Regions from separate parts of the Gasterosteus aculeatus genome. Here all the other regions are linked to region 1. Evidence: chromatin contacts called from public Hi-C data. All regions are on one chromosome and are shown on one strand. The core of a region is the stretch at or near the end of the contact, and the rest is flanking DNA. Distances in the headings are between cores, read along the strand shown.

What was found. A called contact is a pair of places that touch in the nucleus more often than the background predicts.
Region 2: a Hi-C map of liver shows a contact between it and region 1, with 2.4 times the contacts expected there. The contact joins the enhancer-like site here to the promoter of specc1 in region 1. A contact is called at or near these places in 2 of 6 Hi-C or Micro-C datasets (blood and trunk muscle and liver).
Region 3: a contact with region 1 is called in a Hi-C map of skeletal muscle, with 8 times the contacts expected there. The contact joins the enhancer-like site here to the promoter of specc1 in region 1. A contact is called at or near these places in 3 of 6 Hi-C or Micro-C datasets (skeletal muscle and whole body).

Annotation. Positions count from the first base shown.
Region 1 is chr7:18,623,836-18,626,812 of fGasAcu3.hap1.1, reverse strand. It overlaps specc1 (sperm antigen with calponin homology and coiled-coil domains 1), which reads left to right and starts at 1,331. Exons shown (of 15, transcript XM_040182179.2): 1 at 1,331-1,423. timm22 (translocase of inner mitochondrial membrane 22 homolog (yeast)) reads right to left here and starts at 1,655. Exons shown (of 4, transcript XM_078106214.1): 1 at 523-1,655; 2 at 1-174. The coding sequence starts at 781.
Region 2 is chr7:18,657,630-18,660,496 of fGasAcu3.hap1.1, reverse strand. The region is part of intron 16 of abr (ABR activator of RhoGEF and GTPase); the gene reads left to right. Among protein-coding and RNA genes, the nearest start is that of specc1, 34 kb to the right of the region's middle. Within about 2 kb of position 1,311, at least 3 of the 9 cell types and tissues checked have open chromatin away from gene starts, as enhancers often do.
Region 3 is chr7:18,681,664-18,684,409 of fGasAcu3.hap1.1, reverse strand. abr (ABR activator of RhoGEF and GTPase) reads left to right here. Exons shown (of 23, transcript XM_040182171.2): 9 at 1-13; 10 at 710-878; 11 at 1,863-1,982; 12 at 2,222-2,297; 13 at 2,467-2,571. Among protein-coding and RNA genes, the nearest start is that of abr, 53 kb to the left of the region's middle. Within about 2 kb of position 1,474, at least 2 of the 9 cell types and tissues checked have open chromatin away from gene starts, as enhancers often do.

The sequences.
Region 1 (2,977 bases), core at 82-2,581:
AGGAGAACATGGCGCCCACGATGGCAAAGTTCTTGGCGTACGACATCCCCCTCTGGCCCATGTCTTTGAGGACTTCTCGCGCTGACGGGGTTTTCAGGGGGTCTTTGGGGTCGAAGCCAACATTGGTATCGATGCCTGCAGTGAAAACACCAAATGCTCCTCCGAGGACAAACCCTGTGGAGAACAAAAAACACCTGAGAAATCACAACACAGTTCACAGGTCGAGGGGAATACAAGATACTACTCTACTGTGATGTGAGAGATATGTTAAGGTTATTGACCAGGTATGTGTAATGTACAGCATACGTTGTGGTGCCACTATTAATATTATTTAAAGAGAATATTGTTTTCTGTCAATCGGTTAATCATTTGAGCACTACATCAGAGAAACCACATACTAATGTCCCAAAGTGTCCCCGTCATATCCACTTCCACATACGCATTAGAGCTCCTGCAGCAGATGGTTGACCTGAAGCTGGACGGGAAGAGACGCACGGGTACCGATCGGCTGCCACAGCTTACCTCCCACGCAGGCCAGAACCGACTTGAAGGCGCAGCTCTCCATTCCCCTCTCGATCATCTTCTGCTCGTCGCTTTTAAAGGGCACCGGCAGTCCGCCCATAACGCCGGGACTCAGCTCCTTCACGGCCCTCTTGTCCCCGACGAGGTGCTCCAGGATTGCGCTGTACTGGATCGGGGGGTTGTCCGTGCTCGAATCCGCCGAAGCTGGACCGCGTAAGTCGGAGGCAGCAGCGTTTGCAGCACCCGTGGAAGCAGCCATGTTTCTCAATGACAGACGTCGGTGTAGGTAAATTGAGTCAAAGACAAGTGACTGCAGATTCGACACGTCGGCAAATCGTGCTGATGTCGGAAAATGGAAATATTATAACCACTATTTAAGACGTTGTATTTCTAAATTTTTAGCAGAACTACTAACTTGGATTATTATTGAATTGTTCATATACAAGCAAAACAAAACTACTTTGCATTATGTACTGTACTCGTGTCAGCACATTCTACCCAAGACTTCAGGAGCCCTGCAGCGGATTGTACCTTTTTATTTTGAGTTTTTTTTCTTGAAACCTTATGGTCATTATTGAGTTTGTGTTGTGATGTTGACTATCACCGTCTAACTGTTTTAATACATCCTATCTCTTCAATAAATCATATTTGGTCCGATGGAATGTGTATATTGTTCCCTTAACAGTGTCAGTCAGTGGAATGAGTTATTCAATAGAAATACTACATTTCCCAGAAATACAAAAAAATACTACATTACCCAGAAATCTCCCCGCTCACTGCACCAAACTCGCTGCGCGCGCTCCACCTACTGGCTCCAGCACGCGCTGCTGGTGACGCTTAAAGGACTCGCGTGCGCGAGGCGGGCATCCTGATCAAACGACGGCGGCGCGACACCGACCAGGTGAGCGTGAGCTGGGACTCGTTTCCTTTACACCACCGGTGTCATTTGCTCTTCTTGTCATCAAAATGTCTGGGTTTAAAATGTGTGAACTTGTTACCGCGGCGCAGCTGTCAGAGAGAGAGACGCGCGGTGTCCCCTCGTGTCCTACTGTCTCTGTTTCCTCTCCTTTACCGACGGAGGCGGACATGTCTCTCCCGATGCGACAACGGCTGTCATTTGATAGCAGGAGGACAGGTGGTTTCCCCGCTAATTGGACTTGTCCCAGCATTTCTGTGATCTCGGTCCAATAAACGGGAGGACTGCGGCGCACGAGGCGCGATGACGCGGCGGCGCTCCAGATACTCGTCCCCGGTTCTTCTGTTTACTTGTTAACGTCGTCCGGTGTGAAGTCGTGAGTTCAACAGGAGCCGTCGCTCGGTAACGTTCCTCCACATATTTTCTTTTAACATCTCGTTGATGACCTCAATTCTTCTTCCTCTTAGTGTGATGCGCTGGTCATGTTCTCGTCAGGTAGTGGCGTGTTTTATTTGCTGTCCGACGTGGATGTTGTTTTATCCATCGAACATACTCGTGACGATACACGGACCATCCTTTACGAAATGAAGAAACTATAATGTGAATTATTTTGCTATATTTTCTTTAAATTGTACTGGAAGAGTAAGAAGTCATGGTGTCAGGAGGAGAGAGGAGCTGTGGCTTTTATTTCTAGTTTTTTTTGCCTAAAGTAATTCAAATTGAAATACATTGACGCTATAATATATTGGATTAGATTATCCATGTGTAGTCCCCTCAGGTTGCTAAAACTGCAAACCTCTCCTTGAAATGATTGAAGACCTAAACTCTATGCCCTGAACCCAAGCGGTTTTAACTATGCAAACATTTACTTTCCCCATTTAATTTGAATGATAGGATCAATATGAACGGTAGCAACAAGGCACCGTTTACCACCTCTTTAACAGCGTTGTCATAGTGTGCTTCTTTAAATAACCGTGGGTGGCAAATGTATTTATGTAGGGTTTTATGTACATTTAAAATTTGCTGCTCCTGGCAAGTTTCCCTCAGAACCGCTTGTGCACTGCAAGCTGTTTTTCTCCACATGATCATGCAGCCATTTGTTCCTCATTAGATCAGTGCCATGTGAAGCAGTCAAACAAGGCCTTGTTGTGTTAAGTGCACTGGTTTTTGAAAGGTTGTTTTTCATGTCTTCATTAGGTCCTTAATTTCTTAATTCTAGCAAACTATCCTGGCGAGGCTCCTGTAGTTCTACTCTTGCCACGTAACATTGTACCTGTAACACAAAGCCTTTCAGAAAACTCAGATCCCCGTCCAAATGACTGATGCTTGACCTTTTTTATTTTGGTCATGGCTTTGCTGTGATACAAAATTGGACATCTCAATAATGACAAGGTCGCCTCGCAATTAAACGCGCATGTGTTCTTTGGGGGAAACCAAATGGGCAACAAATGACAGCTTTCACTTTCTGTTCCTTTTGATTATGCCAGTAGAAAGGAGATCTCAAACACAAGCGGCCGTTGATGTGAATATTGTCGGTTG
Region 2 (2,867 bases), core at 62-2,561, 34 kb before region 1:
CCTTTAAGTGTTTTAAACACTTAAAACCTACAGTTCTATTTCTGAGTTTTCCTTTTCTCTCTCTCATTGTACCCAAGTATCTCCCGCCTCCCTGTGGGGTTTCTTTTCTTAGCCCTCCCATTTCCAAAACATGGTTTTCCCAGACATTCCTTCCAAGTTGTGACGCATGGAGAGTGCCCGTCTTATGTTTCCGAACCCTGGGAGTTAAAAATACTGTGCCCCCCCCCCCCCCCCCCTCTCTCTTCCGTCGGTCAGACGGACGCACAAACCCACCGCGCCGCCATACCGCCTCTGGCTCTCTGGGGCTCATTGGAATCTTACCGTGACGGGTTGCTTGGCTGAGGCTCGTTTGACGTGGACATGAAAGTAACCACTAAATATGTTCTCCTTACACTTTTTCTTCTGGCATCTGCTCTTCAGACGAAATATACAAATCGTAAAATGTTCGTCTGGATTATCAATAACCAATAACTTGCCATGTTGGTATTGGATAAACATCGATGGTACTTGTTGACATTGAGCCGAGCAGGTTGTGTTGCAGAAAACGTTATTTCTTCGTCTGCTCGTGAACACAGCTGTGCTCCTCGCTTCTTCTCTGAATCCCCTCATGAGTCACCGGCCAATCAGCATCGGCGCACTGACCAGCAGACGTCCTAAGATGTGGCCCCAGAGTCTGTAACCTCTCTCCCAGCAGAACACCTCACCCCCTCTGATTCTCTCTTTTCAATGGGACGGGACATGACAGAGTGTGAGAGGCATATACAGACAGACCCCCCTCCCCCACTCCCACCCTCATCCATTATACAGAGGACCACTACCAGCCAGTCCTGTTGAACGAAGATGCTGATGCGTGCAAGTGTGAATGTAAGAGCGTGGTGAGGAGAAGTCCGTGACAGTCGGAATGGAGGAGGAAGGGGAGAACAATGGGAGCTCTTGGACGAGATGTTAAAGCTGTAGACGCTTTTTTCCCCTGTTTTAGACACCAATATTTAGTCACCTTAAAGTTTCAAGTCTTCCTCCACCTCTTTCTCCTCGTTCACATTCCTCTTTTTGCTCATTTCCTGAATGCGCTGACCAGCTCTGGGAAAGGTTGACAAGAGGTCAAAGCGCTGAGCAAAACACAGTGCAGCATCCCTGTCTCTCTCTGCCTCCCTCCCTCCCTCTATCTCCTCTGCTTCTCATTTCTCATTGAATGTCTATTGCTCCCTCCTCCCTTTTGGTGGATCTTTTGGAGGCGTGTCCATCAACATCTGGAGAAGCAGGGCGGCTCAGCGACAAACGTGAGCTCATTGACGCCCCCAATCTCTCTCGCTCTCGCGCTCTCTCTCTCTCTCTCTCTCGCTCTGGTCTCTCTCGCTCTGCCTCGCTCCAGCGCTGCGTATCTGTGTTTGCCGTTGTGGAAGTCAGATTTGCACAGCGGGAGATGTCGGCAGCTGACTGTGGAATGAGCTCACAGAGGAATTATTCTCAAGCTTATCAAGGCGACCATGGCAGCATCTCGCTCTCCTCTCATCACTCGTTCCTTGTTTTAAGTGAACATCTTTGAACTTTGCATCAGCCGCGGGACACTTTTTCGGTTTGTTTTTTTAGAGAGCGACGCTTGGCAGGGATCCTTCCTCCCCTCGTTTGTTGTCGGCAGCGTCCTCTGTCCACCTGCGCTCCGGTCGCAAAGGACCTTCTAAAAGCTTCTGGGATGACGGAGATCTTGGTGTCGGATGTAAACTTGAACTCAGTGTGCGAGCGCCTGGAGCAGCACTGCTGCGTGGGCCAGAACCAGCACAATCTGTCCAGCCAGCCGCAGACCCCCGTGCTAAAAAAGCACACCAACACCGGGGCCAAGCTATGGGGCCGCGTCCGCAGCAAGCTGCTCAGACAAAAGGTCTCTTGCTTTTGCATTCAACATTTGCACACACACACACACACACACACACGTAACAGACACACACACCAGCTGTGTTTCCTCTCATTTGTGTTCTCTCCTGTTGACCACTCTGTCACTCCCATCAGTTATCTGTGTCTCTCTCTTATGCTCATTATTTACCCCTCTGTGTGCTCGCTCCCCCTGTGTGTCACAGTTGACTATTGTTCTCATCGGATGGCTCTGACCCGTCGAGGCCGTGATGTGGTGGTGAGATTAAGACTGATCAGCTTTTCTACTTCTCTATGTCAAAAGCTTTACTATCTGCTCTCTCATCTCCGTAAATGATATTGTTCTTTAATAGTTCACATTAATGGTGAAGAACAAGTGCTTCCTCTTTTTAACATATTGATTAATTGCACAAACGCTCGCTAAAAATCTCCCATCAGTTTAATAAAACCACTGCTTCGGCGGTTTAATTTCCTCTCTTTCTTTCCTGAGGTTTCATGGTTTGCCCTTCCTACATCCTACACTGTTATTCCTTAATTAAAGCCACTGATGAGTTCATGGTATTTCCATCTAAAGCGTCTCAGTATCCGCTGAGCTCCCCCTGCTGTTTATCGTATTCGCCGCCCCCCTGTGGCTGAGCACTTTTGGCATTTCAGGAACAGCTGGCCCTAATTAACCGTCACATTATCCCAAATGACCTGCAGAACACACGACCGGCATCAGATGTAGCTACACAATACGCAGTGCGGGGATACAGTTTGAGTCAACTCTAACTAAAAACTATTGCCTTGTCATTATGTTTGTATGAAGCGTTCAGCACAATCCTGTGTTTGTCATGAGGTTCATTCAGACCCAAAGATACACACACACACACACGCAGGTCAGGTGTGGATGTTGATTCCTGCGTGGGAGCAGGTAAAGGGCTTTTTTTTTTTGTTCCGGACACTTTCTGTATATGAAAGATGGAAGAGAGACTGCATGCATAGTCCTGCACACGCAG
Region 3 (2,746 bases), core at 225-2,724, 57 kb before region 1:
AGACCGCTGTGGGGTGAGTCCGCTTCTTCTCTCCATCCAGAGGACCATAGCCGTGTGTAAGCACAGAGCCATTTGAACATCCACCCTCTCCGGGTGTGTCCCATCAGTGTCTCATTTATTCTGCCTTCCTCGTCGCCGTCTTTTTGAAGCCACACTTAGACAGGGAGACTCACATGGGGGATAGAGCGAAGACAAACGTGTGTAGATACACAGGACTGCGTGACATTAGCTCCTTCAGCGCGGCGGAAGCTGTTGGCCTGATTGGATCTTTTTTTTTTTTATTGACACTCCCCGGGATTTTTGTCGTCTCATGTGAGAATTTCATTCCAGCGTGGATTCTCATTAACGAGCGAATCAAATGGCCTTCTGGTCTGGTAATGAGTTGACTGTGCACCCATAATTCTAATAGGGGTGTCATTAGGGAGGATGTGTGTTGTTCAATTAATCAATTCTCCTTTTCCCTCTTCAGCTTTTAAAAAAAAAACGTTCTAATGTTACATTTACGTGAACAGTGATATCATCTCTCTCCAGTAAAGCTTTGTCCAATTTACCCAGAGATTATGATATCTGGTTGGTGGTCATCATGACGAGTTTAGACAGGCTTTTTTTCTTTGCACTAGTCCTGTGGATTCACAAATGTTAGTTTCCACTGATTTGTTGATTTGCTGTATGACCCTTTCACTTATCGTGTTCCTCTGTCCACCTGCAGTCGCCATCAGCAGTACGAGTGCAAGTGGTACCTCCCTCTGGCGGACTTGACTTTCCAGACCCTGGACGACTCAGAGTCTTGCCCCAGTATTCAGGTCCTCCCCGAGCACGAGATCGAGGAGATGAAGATCAAGATCTCCGTTCTGAAGAGTGAGATACAGAAAGAGAAGGTAGTCCTGTTGTTCAATGGGATTTTTTGTCATCTCCATGGCCCTTCCAAAGCTCCTTTTAAAATGCGGGGTTCATATTGTTACAATAAACACATACGACTCAGGAGGGAAGTTTCCACTGGTCAGTTCTGTTGAACTTTGCTTGCCACTTATTTATTGATCACTTCATACGGCAGCTTGCGACTCTTGTGAGGGCATGCAGGTACATCTGAAAATATGTAGTATATTCTCAAACTGGGGGAAAATGCTAAATCAACCTGTTTCAATCAGTGCGGAAACCACAGAACTAGAATGAGTTGCTGTGGTCATTTCACTAGTTCAAAGGGAAATGATGCTCAGCACTGAGCATTGGCCAAAGAATCAGAACGGGCCAGAACGGGCCAGCCAGGCTGAGACACACTGGGGGCTTCAGGAGCAGAGAGTTCCTGTTATTCCCCTCACAGCGTGTAACTCGCCCCCCTCCACCTGGAGGCACAACGAGTGACCGCGGCTGGTGTTCGGAATCAGAGGAGCTCCGAGCAGTGGGAGGTTCAGCTGATTGTATCCGGGCTCTGACTCACGGCTTCCTGCTAAGGGCAGGGAGGAAGTGTCTATTTATTTTCCTTCAATGCTGACTGGAAGCCCAGATCCTCGAATTACATAACTACATGACTCTCACGGCACAGTGTTGTTGTCTTCGAAAAAATGGGAAATGTGTCGTTAAAGAATACTACGCTGATGCAAGTAATGACGTAGTTAAAACTATTGTATTTTGAATAGGTTATTAAAACATTTTCGTCTGGGATTTCTGAGGAGATTTGTGGATTGTTAAAAGGTTGATTTGTATCATTATGTTGGGTGTTAATAAATAAATGCCAGCTAGACCAGCAGACTCTCGTTGCCCCATAACCTCTGTTTTAGAGGCTCTATCGCAATGTTTAGTATTTCACTTGATGAGTGTTTCAGGTCTAAATGAGATTCTGAATGCCTGCACGTGTGTTTTAGAAAGCACCGAAGGGTCAGAGTCGCGTGGAGCGCCTGAGAAAGAAAATGAACGAACAGGAGTCGTGGCTGCTCCTGCATTCTCCCACCATCCCCTTCCGCATCCACAACAGACATGGAAAGGTACTGTGTGATCCAATCCCAAGTCTCACCTCTAGAGGGAGACACTCCCTTTTGAAATAGCCCCTCGACAGATTTGATTTAAGTTCCCAGAATAAAAATACTGTTTAAACGTGCGATAATTACACATTTTTGGGGCTTTTTGTCAAAGTTAAAATGATTCTTTCACAGTCTTGTCCAATAATAATTTCTGTGTTGGTTCTTGAGGTCTTTAACATTCTTGGTTTTCTGTGTGCATCAAGAGCTACCAGTTCCTCATATCCTCTGATTACGAGAGGTCGGAGTGGAGGGAAAGCATCCAGAAACTCCAGAAGAAAGGTAACATTGGCCTACAGGTCATTTATGTGGTTAGAAAACACTGAGCTTCCCCTAGAAGCGGGTTACAACCACTCTTTACTCACTCTACCTCAAAAAAAGGAAAAGTTTGACACTGTGTGTGTGTGTGTGTGTGTGTGTGTGTGTGTGTGTGTGTGTGTGTGTGTTTCAGATCTCCAGGCGTGTGTATTGAGTTCTGTGGAGCTTCAGGTCCTGACCAGCTCCTGTTTCAAACTGCGAACCGTCCACAATATTCCGGTCACAAGTAACAAAGACGGTAAGAAACTTGCACACAGCATCTTCTTTGTGTTCTTGTCCCCTCATGCTCGGATGCTTTTCGTGTGTCTCGGTTTTCTCCTTCTCTTAAGCCGCATTCGAACAAACACCTTCCTCTTTGCTTTGAGATTAAAAAGGCCTATTACACTCAACACAACTAGCAGCCATGCAATGAG